2 separate regions of the Sus scrofa genome follow, and region 1 is linked to region 2. The links are chromatin contacts, called in public Hi-C maps. All regions are on one chromosome and are shown on one strand. The core of a region is the stretch at or near the end of the contact, and the rest is flanking DNA. Distances in the headings are between cores, read along the strand shown.

Region 1 (6,050 bases), core at 852-3,351, 67 kb before region 2:
CTCTGAGCCACAACATGAACTCCCTGGAGGCCCTTCAATAAATGTAGGAACCATATACCCTAAAGATTGTTCTTTCTCTCTTTTTTTTTTTTTTCTTTTTAGGGCTGCACCTGCAGCATATGGAAGTTCCCAGGCTAGGGATTGAATAGGATCTGCAGCCACATCAACACTGGATCCAAGCTGCATCTGCAGCCCACACAGCAGCTTGTGGCAACCCCGGATCCCTAACCCACAGAGCAAGGTCAGGAATTGAACACAAATCCCCATGGATATTAGTCAGGTTCATTTCTGATGAGCTGCAATAGGAACTACCCCCCCCCCTTTTTTTTTTTTTTGCTTTTTAGGGCCTCATTCGCTGGCATATGGAGATTCCCAGGCTAGGGGTCTAGTCAGAGCTACTGCTACTGGCCTTCGCCACAGCCACAGCAACATCAAATCCTTAACTCACTGATTGAGGCCAGGGATTGAACCCACAACCTCATGGAACTCCCACTTTTTTAACCATTTTTAAATTGAGGTATAGCTGATTTACAATGCTCTATTAGTTTCAGGTGTACAGCAAAGTAATTCAATTATACATATGTAAATATACGTATATTCTTTTTTCAGATTCTTTTCTGTTATAGGTTATTACAAGATAATTGAATAGAGTTTCCTGTGTTATACAGTAGGTCCTTGTTGATAATCTGTTTCATTTATAGTAGTGTGTATCTGTTAATCCCAAACTCCTAATTTATCCTTCCCAGATCCTTTTCCCTGTGATAACCATAAGTTTGTTCTCTATATCTGAGTCTACTTCTCTTTTGTAAATAAGTTCATTTATATCATTTTCAGAGTCCACATATAAGTGAAATATGATATTTATATTTCTCTGCCCAAATTCATTAATATGATATTTTCTAGGTCCATCCATGCTGCTGCAAATAGCATTATTTCCATCTTTATCATGGCTGAGTAATATTCCCTTGAACATATGCACTATATCTTCTTTATTCATTGCTCTGATGATGGAAACTTAGGTTGCATCCATGTCTTGGCTATTGTAAGCAGTGCTACTGTGAACATTGGGGTGCATGTATATTTATTTCCTCATTTTAAGGCGAAGAGCCTAAACTCAGAGGCTGAATAATGTTCCCTAAGTTGCAAAGCCAGCACAAGACAAAGCCAGGATTTGAGTAGTTTTTAGCTTCAAAACCTCATCCTCAACTGTACCTTCAAAATTTCAGACACTGATGAAGAAGTCATGTTGGGTGCACAGAGGGGAGAGAGGAAGTGTTATCTACCCACTAACCTTGAAGGCACAATTTCTCCAGGGTAAGAAGAGGCAGACGAGCACCCTTGAAGGTGGTACAGTTGTTAATGGCATTACAGTCCTTCCCCCATCATGACATGCCCCCCCCACCCTTGGGATGAGGACACACTCCAGGCAGCTCTGTTCAAGCATCACTGCTGTGATTCATCTTGGTGGAAGGAGTTTATCTTCTGATATGAATGAGGACCTCAAAGTGGTCAGACATATGAGGGTTTTATTAACCCAGGAGCTGCCAACATTGTGGCTGGCCAATGAAGGCTGGAGTTTTGGAGAAAAGGATGAACAGTCCAAGAATCACTGCCATAGGATGAAAAACAACTAGGAACCTCCTAGAGGGTGTGGCTAGAGTAGTCACACACAGATTACACTTGTAAAAGGAAAAATAAAGAGACTGTGGATTGGACAAGAGCTGGAAGTTTGACTTTTAAGCAGGGAGTCAGATCCAGCAGAGTCTAGACTTTGGAGGATGAGGGTTAGGAGATGAAATGTGGATAGTTTAAAGCCAAACACCCTTGGAACTGCCCATCAGGGAAACCCCACGTCTGCTCCACTGGTTGGGTGGTGACAGGTGAGCCTTTCAGTGAGATGAACACTGGGGAAGTTTCCAGAGCTCCACACTGAAGGTGGCTCATGGGGGATCAGGGACAGTGGTACCCAGCTGCCTCTGCTGTATAGACTGTTCCCTGTATCAGCTATGGGGCCAGGGACGGTCATCCCAGAACTGCCTATGCCATGCATGTTGCATCACACTATTTCTACATCACAGATGAGGAGATAGGGGCAGAGTTCAGGAAAGTCCAGTGACTCAGCTAAAAAGTCCCAGAGAAGCTTGATTCTCTGGGGAGCCCCTCCCCTCGCACTTGCTTTTCAATGCCTATGCCTTTTCCACTATTCTGTCTAAAACTAAGAATTTGGGTTCAGCTGTCAAGTAATCATTCTCTTAAAAAATGTATTGAGGGGAGTTCCCATTGTGGTGCAGCAGAAATGAATCTGACTAGTATCCATGAGGATGTGTGTTCGATCCCTGGCCTCAATCAATGGGCTAAATTTCTGGTGTTGCCATGATCTGTGGTGTAGGTATCAGAAAAGGTTCAGATCCAGCATTGCTGTGGCTGTGGTGTAGGCCAATGGCGGTAGCTCCAATTCAACACCTAGACTGGTAACTTCCATATGCTGCAAGTGCAGCCCTAAAAAGCAAAAAAAAAAAAAAAAAAAAAAAAAAAAAAAAAAAAAAAAAAAGTATTGAGTCCACAGAATAACGGAGGAGGAATAACTACAGCTATACGCCTGCTTTCCCATCTGCAGCAGCATGAGGTGATGACAAAAACTTTTGCAACAACTGAAACATTATATAGGGGATCAGTATTTCCCCAAATCTGCTGCTATCTGCAGAATGTGTACAGGTGATCCAATGGGGGAAAACGATCCAAGCTTGGGAAATTCCAGGTTACATAACTGCAAACAAGTTAATTTGCTGCAATGTTTCTCAGAAATTTTTTGTTTGTTTTTAGGGTGGCATACAGAAGTTCCCAGGCTAGGGGTTGACACAGAGCTGTAGCTGCCAGCCTACACCACAACCATAGCAACGTGAAATTCGAGCCATGTCTGTGACCTACACCACAGCTCATGGCAATGCCGGATCCTTAACCCACTGAGCAAAGCCAGGGATCAAACCTGCATCCTCATGGATACTAGTTGGATTCGTTTTTGCTGAGCTAGGACGGGAACTCCCCCTCAGAACATTTAACTCACTTTCATATGCCAGGAATTTCTCAAAGGCAAATGGATATTGCTCCCAAATGTGTCTGAGAGTGGCACACCCCCCCACACACACACCCAGAGGTCGTCATGGTCACTCACAGCAGCAGCATTTGGGGAAAACCCTGGCTTACACAGGCCCTGAAATTCCAGCCAGACCAGTACGGTTCTAATTTCATCCTGTTTGGAGGAGGTGACAAAATTTTCCTTATGGCAGGGTTTTTGTAGGTGAGCCCTCAGCACACATCAAATTGGAAAACAGTTTTTCACTTTGGGGCCATGCTCTAGGCACTAGAGAAGTTCTAGCTGAGAGCAAGCCTGGAGCCATGATGGAGTCAGCAAGAAAAATTAGCCACAGTGACCTTGCAGGCACCACAGGGGGGCTAGGAAAACATCCACCCAAGACATGAGTGTGGACAACCACCTCTCATGTTTTCAGCTTCCCTGGAAGGCTTAGGTGATTTTCCAAGCATAGACTTGTTACCACACTGACTGCTCTGTCAGAGCACCTGGTCAAACCCTCCCAGACCTGAGCTGTCTGCAAACTTGAGATCCAAAACTCAGGATAAAACAAAAGGGGCCAGGGGGCCAGGAGGGCTCGGTGACACCATGACCACAGCACCACTTCTGCCTCCAAGGTCTGGGGGTCAACTTCGGGAAGAGAAGTGATGTTCCTTTTCTGTGTCCCCAGTCTGCCTGTACAATCCTGCAGCCCCTCTGCTTCCAGCACTTCTGAGACCCTTGCTGGGCTGGCAGTTCCTTGTCTATTTCAGTCAGGATTGTTTTTCCCACAGGTCTGAGCTCACTTTTGCAAGTCCGCATTATCAACTTTCAACACCGAGTGTATGTAAGTGGTCTTTTCTCAGACCTCCTCTTATTTTTCTCCTTTCACCCACTTCAATAATGCACAGATTCCTTTTTATTCATTGTCTTATGTTTAAAATGCCAATATTGGAGTTCCTGTTGTGGCTCAGTGGTAATGAACCCAACGAGAATCCATGAGGTTGCAGGTTCAATCCCTGGCCTTACTCGGTGAATTAAGGATCTGGAATTGCCATGAGCTGTGGTGTAGGTCAAAGATGAGGCTTAAATCCTGCATTGCTGTGGCTGTGGTGTAAGCAGCTCCAGTTGGACCCCTAGCCTGAGAACTTCCATGTGCCGCACATGCGGCCCTAAAAGGCAAAATAACAATAATAATAATAATAGTAAAAAATAAAATAAAATGCCAATATTTATTAAATGTCCCTGCCTTTTGGAATCATCTGTTATAAACTGTCCTCTTCATCCTACAATTGTCTCCATTTTCCCATGGCTTCTGTTACATTTGGGGAATATTCTCTTTTTTTCTTCTTCTTTCTCTTTCTTTCTTCCTTCTTTCTTTTTTCATTTTCTTTTTTCTTTTTTGGCTACAGCATGCAGCAGCTTGAGGTCCCAGATTTGGGGAATTTTCTAATCCTCATTTCAGGATTTTTTCTCGAGAGAAAAAACATCCCAATGTCTAAAGACCTACATCCTGCAAAGGTGGCATGAGTGAAGATTTTTAGTGTCTATAATGTGTCTGTATTAAGTTGGTTATAAACAAAGCAGTAGAATGGGGTGATCAAGAGCCCCAACTGTGAGAATCTGTTAGGGAGTGAAGAGCTCTTTAGCCGTGACCCTGGACAAGTAACCAATCTTTCTGGGCCTCATTTTCCCCACTGAGAAACTGGGGGAATTAACACTACCTAATTCATTTGTCATTATAAGAATTAGTTGAGGAGTTCCCATTGTGGCTCAGTGGCTTAAGAACACAATATAGTGTCCATAAGGATGCAGGTTCCATCCCTGGTCTCGAATGGTGGGTTAAGAATCCAGCATTGCTGCAAAGTGCAGCGTGGGTTGCAGACACGGCTCAGATCAGCTGTGGCTGTGGGGTAGACCAGCAGCTGCAGCTCCAATTCGACCCCTAGCCTGGGGACTTCCACATGCCATAGGTGTAGCCATTAAAAAAGAAGAATTAGTTGAATTAACACACATGAAAGTCTTATATTAGGACCTAGAACATAATAAATGCTGTACAATCATTAGTTCTTATTTGTTCCACCAATTAAAATAACAAAAGCATCTTAAAGTGTGGAGATTTCAAGTATTTTTTTCTCTGTTTTTAGGCCCAGATTATGTAAAGGATCATCTGCCTAAAGTTGCTCAGCACACTTCCTACATAGGAGAAAAGCGTCCAGAGTTAGAAAAAACTGGAGATCTCAGATATTTATGGAGGCCTGCTTCGAACAGAAGCCTACCAGCAAAATACAAACCTGAGTATGTTGGTGAAGTTGGCTGGGGAATACCAGTGTATGATTTTATCAACAGGACAAGGCTTCAGAACGGCTTTCACATCAAGGTATTGCTCTGGAATGTATATTCCTCCTAGCAAATTGTTTTCCGGTTTGAATGCTCTCTGAGCTTGCTTGCCTAGGAAATGTCATGTGCTTGACCTGTCATTGAAAAGCAATGGGATTTGAGTTTTTGCAGAAAAAAGGATATGTGAATAAATGTACTTGTTGCCATCATTCCCTTAGTCTCTCTGATAACATGAGGGGGGTGGAGGGTAAAGAAAATGAAGCCCTGAGCCATTCAAAAGCATTTGCCCTTGGCCTTGGAATACTTCCAGATTCCTGTCTACCCTGTGACATTCACTCACAGACACTCCCCCGTCCCCGTGCTGCTTGGCGAGTGGGTGGTGTAAGAGCAGCAGCCTGTGCTGGGCTGGCGTCAACCTACAAAGGAGCCCCAGGGCTTTAAAACCCACTGTGTCTATCAAGCCTTTCCATCAGATGATCCAGGCTATGTGGTCTGAGGGCCCTTAGAAACTTTATCTCCGTTCAGGGATGTGGATGCAGCCCACCTGGTCTCCTCTGAGCTAGGAGAGAGCACAGATGATTTTAGAAGCAAATTCTGAGAATTCACATTTTTTCCCCCAAGTAAGCCTTTGCCTGAAATT
Region 2 (5,768 bases), core at 905-3,404:
CTTCTATTTTATCCAGAACAACCCTATGAGGGTGGTCCCTGAATAGACAGAACTCCAGTCCCTTTGGAAACTGGCTTGCTTGGTATCGATCTGATAAATAGAAAACCCAGGAGTTTTCCCAAAGGAGGATTTTAAATTTCCCTTCATGCTTGACCCCTGTAACTCACCTACTTCTCCCTATAACCTGTTCACTCCATGCTCTTTGCCTCACAGAAGGGCAGCTGTTGCTGAATGTAGCCCGTGCTGGCTCTGTGTCACCTGTTCCGGTTTTACTTGGGCTATCAATCAGTTACACTAAAAATAATACGACTGAAAGTGTTTTTAGCTCTATTTCTTTGATGACAGGAGAAGACGGACTTACAAAATCGGCGGGGAGGTGAAGTTTGTGCAGCTGCAGGATGGACTGGAGTAGATTGGACACCTGACTCGAGACCAGGACGTCCTGGCCAAGTTTCGTGCTGTCTACTGCCTTCCTCTGACTTGTGGCCACCTGGACACTCCACTTATCCGTGTCTGCGATGATGCAGACTGCCTCGGCGATAGGTTCATCGAGCACGGGGTGCTGCAAGGGAAGCATAGGGTCAGCTCCTCACCACGCTTCTCAGCACACTTCTGGTGATGCTCAGAGCAACCAGAAATCTCTGGGCAGCATCAGACCGAGGGTGGACAGGGCGACCTGGGGGCTACAGGAACCCAGAGGTGCCCAGTGGGCTCAGCCAGGAGTGTCACAACATTGCTATTTATTTTTAAATTTTTTTCTAATGATGTTTTTATTTTTGATATAAAATAAGTCTTTCAGATAAACCAAGAAAAAAATGTCTACATAATCCCATTCAGTAAACAAACAAATAAGAAACAAATTTAAAAGAAACTGAGATCCAGACTAGCTTCAAGTATCTGATATGGTAACAAAAGTGTGGATGATGTAAAGCTATTTAAAAATTAACTCAGAGGAGTTCCAGGGTGGCTCAGTGGGTTAAGGATCTGGCAATGTCACTGCTGTAGCTGTGGTTACTGCTGGGGTGCAAGTTTGATTCCTGACCTGGGAACTTCCATATGCTATGGCACAGCCAAAAAAAAAAAAAAAAAATTAACTGGATAAAATTGCAATCATGATTGTCTTCTTCCATCCAGGAGGCACACTATACATGTCAAATGTTCAGGGGTAAGTAAAAAGACACACCATTTCTCTCCATCCCAGGACATTAAAGCCCAAGTCCTTCTGGAAGACTGCACTTGACTTTTTTTTGGAGGGGGGGGGGCCCTGCACCTGGGACATGAGGAAATTTCTGCGCCAGGAGTCAAATCAGAGCTTCAACCTACACCACAGCAACACTGGATCTGAGCTGCATCTATGACCTACACTGCAGCTCACTGCAACATGGGATCCTTATCTCACTGAGGGAGGCCAGGGATACAACCTGCCTCCTCATGGGCACTATGTCGGGTCCTTAACTTGCTGAGCCACAAGGGGAACTCCTGCAGTTGCCTTTTAAGTGGAGACTCAGAAGAGGGTGAAGGATTCTACTGTCATCATCCCAAGAAGGAGGTCTGGTGGGGAAAAGGAATGTCCCCTGAAAGATACGGTGCTTCAACCACTAAGCAATGTTGGTTCAGTAACTGTGCGCTACCTGCATCAGCAACTCTGACAACTGACTGAAACCAGACAGGGCCAGGAAGCGACTGATCGAGCCGAGGCCAAAGGGTACGAGTGTGGCCACTGACAAACATGCTTGAACACAAGCTCCTTGGTAACTGGGCAGTGGTGGACAAAGCATGTTAACCAGTAAACAGTGCCCCAGGGCAATAGGGTGAAAGCTGACACAGTCAAGGCAAGGGCCTAAAGCAACCAAATTCCTTGAAACTGATCCAAGTACAAGCACTTCCCCACCAACTCCTTTGACACAGGCTTGGTGCCCCATGTGTGCAAAAATCGACAGCACAAAAGCCTTCCTGGCCCCAAGCTGAGAGAAGCAGGCGTGGGCAGGTATACAGACAGACGCCCCTCATGGCCAGCATGCACGGGCACAGCTTCCTGACCTCAGTCACCAAAGGAAAACATGCCTGGCTTCCACGGGTCATTCTGTCCCTGTCGCTGCCCTGGTGCCTTTTGCCACTTTGGCTGCCAGGCCTAACTTCCTCCTGTTAACTTCCTCCTCATTTCCCCTTGGACAATGAACTTTCCTGGCTAAATCCTGCAAGGCCCACCCTCCCTGAGTCTTGGGAGGTACCAGGGCCAGTCAGATGCTTCCTCCCTAAAGCAGGGAGCCAAGGACACTCAGGGCCACTGTGTTCCTACCCAGAGAGCAACTCGGAGGTACCTTGTTTCCCACCTACCCCAAGCCTAGTTCTTCAGCCTTCTTACCATTTTTAAGAATCCCTACTTTCCCTCCATTTAAATGAACACAATTTGGGAGTTCCCATTGTGGTGCAGCAGAAACAAATCTGACTAGCATCCATGAGGATGGAGGTTTGATCCCTGGCCTCGATCAGTGGATTAAAGATCCACTGTTGCCGTGAGCTGTGGTGTAGGTCACATACTCGGCTCAGATCTGGTGTTGCTGAGGCTGTATTGTAGGCTGGCAACTGCAGCTCAGACTCAACCCCTAGCCTGGAAACTTCCATATACCTCGGGTGCAACCTTAAAAAATATACTTTTTTTTTTTCTATTGAAAAGAATAGCAAACAGCAAATCAGACAAAGCTGACTGGGCCAATACTTAAGCATTTGTTCAAATAATCCTTTTTTTAAAAAATCTTTCTATGGCTGCACTTGCAGCAGATGGAAATTCCTGGGCCAGGAGTTGAATTGGAGCTGCGAACTTCTGGCAACCTAGGATACTTAACCCACTGATTGAGGTAAGGGATCAAACCCAAATCCTCACAGAGACAATGCTGAGTCTATAAGTGGCTGAGCCACAATGGAAACTCCTCAAATAATCTTAAACATGAGAAATAAAATAATATGACAAAGCAGATTCTTGAATTAATGAAGCCCAGTTTTCCAAGGATGGGTCTCACTTTCTTAGACTTGTTAACCAAATAGTATGGATGCTCATACACATAATGACCCCAAATTTCATTGTCCCCAAAAGGTTTTTGGACCCCTCACTCCTACTCTCCTTATGCAGACATATACACACTCTCCAAAATTGAAAGCAAAGACGGGGCTGCAATGACTTCCCTTTACAAGTTCCTGCAAATTCTTGCCCATGTGTCCTGAATTCACAGCAAGATTAAAATGGCTCACCATCAATGTACCTGGTCCTTATGAGCAAAGAAAAGGAAATGTGGACATATAAAAAATCTGTACTTCGGGAGTTCCTGTCATGGCTCAGCAAAAATGAATCAGACTAGTATCCATGAGGACGCAGATTCAATCCCTGGCCTCGCTCAATGGGTTAAGGATCTGGCGTTGTCGTGAGCTGTGGTGTAGGTTGCACTTGCAGCTTGGATCCTGGATTATTGTGGCTGTGGCGTAAGACAGCAGCTACAGCTCCGATTCAACTCCTAGCCTACGAACCTCCATATGCTGAGGGTATGACCTAAAAAGGACCCCCCCCCAAAAAAGATTTGTATTTTGAGCTCAATTTCCTTCAAGGCTTTTTGTGCCTATCAGAAATTCACAGTTTTCTAGGTAGCACAGAATGGATCTATACTAAAGCCTCTCCTCCAAGGGGCTTCCATCCTGAAAGCATTTATGTGATCTAAAGGTCTGTCCACATGTAGATGATGAGTGGAATGTCTGCCAACCCCCTTCAGCTGGATTCCAATCACCTGCCTCTGTCAAGGTGGCATGACCAGGCCAGGTAGATGTTTCTTACCAAAAACGTCCTGTGAGCAGGGGGCCCAGAGGCTAAGAATGCTTGGTGTAAAAATCCAGCTTTTTTTTTTGACTATAGGCAGTAGATAATTTGGGCCTTCATTTCCAATTCAACTCAATTTCCTAAACAGTTTCCCCATCATAGCGGTAGGGAAGCACAGACTATAGATTACATGTCCCACCACACAGAACTCTATTTTTGGAAGGGAGCTGCTGGCATGAGGACAGTGAGGCTCCCTGGGGAGGTGACGGATGGAAGATTATAATAAGATACCAGTTACCCCTGAGGGTTGTGGATCCAGACCCAGGAACAACGGAGAAGGAACTGAGGAATTGGCTCAATTACCTTTTTTTCTTCTTTTTTTTAGGGCCACACCTGTGGCATATGGAAGTTTTGGGCTAGGGGGTTGAATGGGAGCCGTAGCTGCTGGCCTACACCTCAGCCATGGCAACTCCGGATCCGAGCTGCATCTATGATCTACTCCGCAGGTTGCGGCAACACTAGATCCTTAACCCACTGAGTGAGGCCAGGGGGTCGAACCTACATCCTCACAGACACCATGTTGGGCTCTTAGGCTTCTGAACTACAATGGGAAAAAGGAAAAACTAAATGGGTCAGAGAAACATAAAAGGGAAAAAAAAGAGCACAAGCCATTTTTAAGTCACTGGTGGAAACCTGAGTAAAGACTAAAGGGGTTGGGGGAGGTGCTAAGAGTTGGGACAAATGGACAGAGGCCCATTGCCTGAAGGAAAGGCTGAACTTTCTCTCCCTGGATCCTTAGTCCTGAGCAGGACTGGGTCCTCGACTAACTTAGAAATAGGCTAAGCACAGCAGTGACACAGCTGCAAACACCCTGCTACCCTGAACAGGGTGAGGCATCCCTGACTGTTATGTACACAGGCTCCAGGAGCATGAAGGACCACAGAACATTTTCAGAAGTGAACCAAAAAAAAAAAAAAAAAAAAATACCTTTTCGGGCCACTAAATATCCAGCATAGAATTCCATGAATACATCCATGGGGCACCCCCAAATGCCTCCATCTAACCACACTCTTGAGGAGTTCCCATTGTGACTCCTCAGGTTAAGAACCTGACATAGTATCCATGAGGATGTGGGTTCAATCCCTGGCCTTGCTCATTGGGTTAAGGATCTGGCATTGCTGCAAGCTGTGGCATAGGTCACAGATGTGGCTTAGATCTAGGATTGCTATGGCTGTGGCGCAGGTCACAAATGCAGCTCTGATTCAACCCCTTGACCAGCAACGTCCATGTACCACAGGTGCAGCCATAAAAAGAAAAACAAAGCAAACAAACAAAAAAACTGAAAACACTCTACTGAGTAATTACCCACTTATAGTAAATAATAAACACTTTTTAATGGCAGATGAAAATAGAGGGAAACACAAATAGGCAAGAAAAAGAAATGAATAATGGAGAGAGATTTTAAAAATGTCATCAGTAATTATGTTGGTTACAATTTAAGGGGCACCAGGGGTGATAGGCTGCCCAGCCCTGATCTGGTCTAAACTTCCAGGTCAGAGAATTGAAGCTTAAGTTCTGGTGATCTGGAGATTTCTGACATGTATCTTTCCAAAGGAGACACAACTCCACTAAAGAGAGGGCAGTTTCTGGAGTTCCTGCTGTGACGCAGTGGGTTTAAGAATCCCACTGTAGTGGCTCTGTTTGCTATGGAAGTGTGGGTTTGATCCCTGGCCTGGTGCAGTGGGTTAAAGGATACAGCTTTGCTGCAGCTGCAGCTAGGATTTAATTCCTGGCAGGGGAACTTCCATATGTCTCAGGTGTGGCCATAAAATTTTTAAAACCAGAGAGAGAGAAAAAGAGGGTAGTTTAAACATATTATGATTTGGCTCATTAGTCAATCTCTAAGCTTCTAGAACTTAAAGAACTCCATGATCCAGAAGACCACGGGTGGATTATCACAGGG

What was found. Hi-C and Micro-C count contacts between places; a contact is called where the count stands out from the background.
Region 1: a contact with region 2 is called in a Hi-C map of liver, with 18 times the contacts expected there. The contact joins two enhancer-like sites. A contact is called at or near these places in 1 of 5 promoter capture datasets (liver) and 3 of 47 Hi-C or Micro-C datasets (liver and skeletal muscle).

Annotation. Positions count from the first base shown.
Region 1 is chr8:47,889,877-47,895,926 of Sscrofa11.1, reverse strand. No RefSeq gene overlaps it. Among named protein-coding and RNA genes, the nearest start is that of FNIP2, 190 kb to the right of the region's middle. Within about 2 kb of position 2,101, at least 6 of the 83 cell types and tissues checked have an H3K27ac peak or open chromatin away from gene starts, as enhancers often do. A contact at or near this core is called in liver, where this site is marked.
Region 2 is chr8:47,822,742-47,828,509 of Sscrofa11.1, reverse strand. It overlaps FNIP2 (folliculin-interacting protein 2), which reads right to left. Exons shown (of 18, transcript XR_002346652.1): 16 at 362-562. Among named protein-coding and RNA genes, the nearest start is that of FNIP2, 120 kb to the right of the region's middle. Within about 2 kb of position 2,154, at least 13 of the 83 cell types and tissues checked have an H3K27ac peak or open chromatin away from gene starts, as enhancers often do. A contact at or near this core is called in liver, where this site is marked.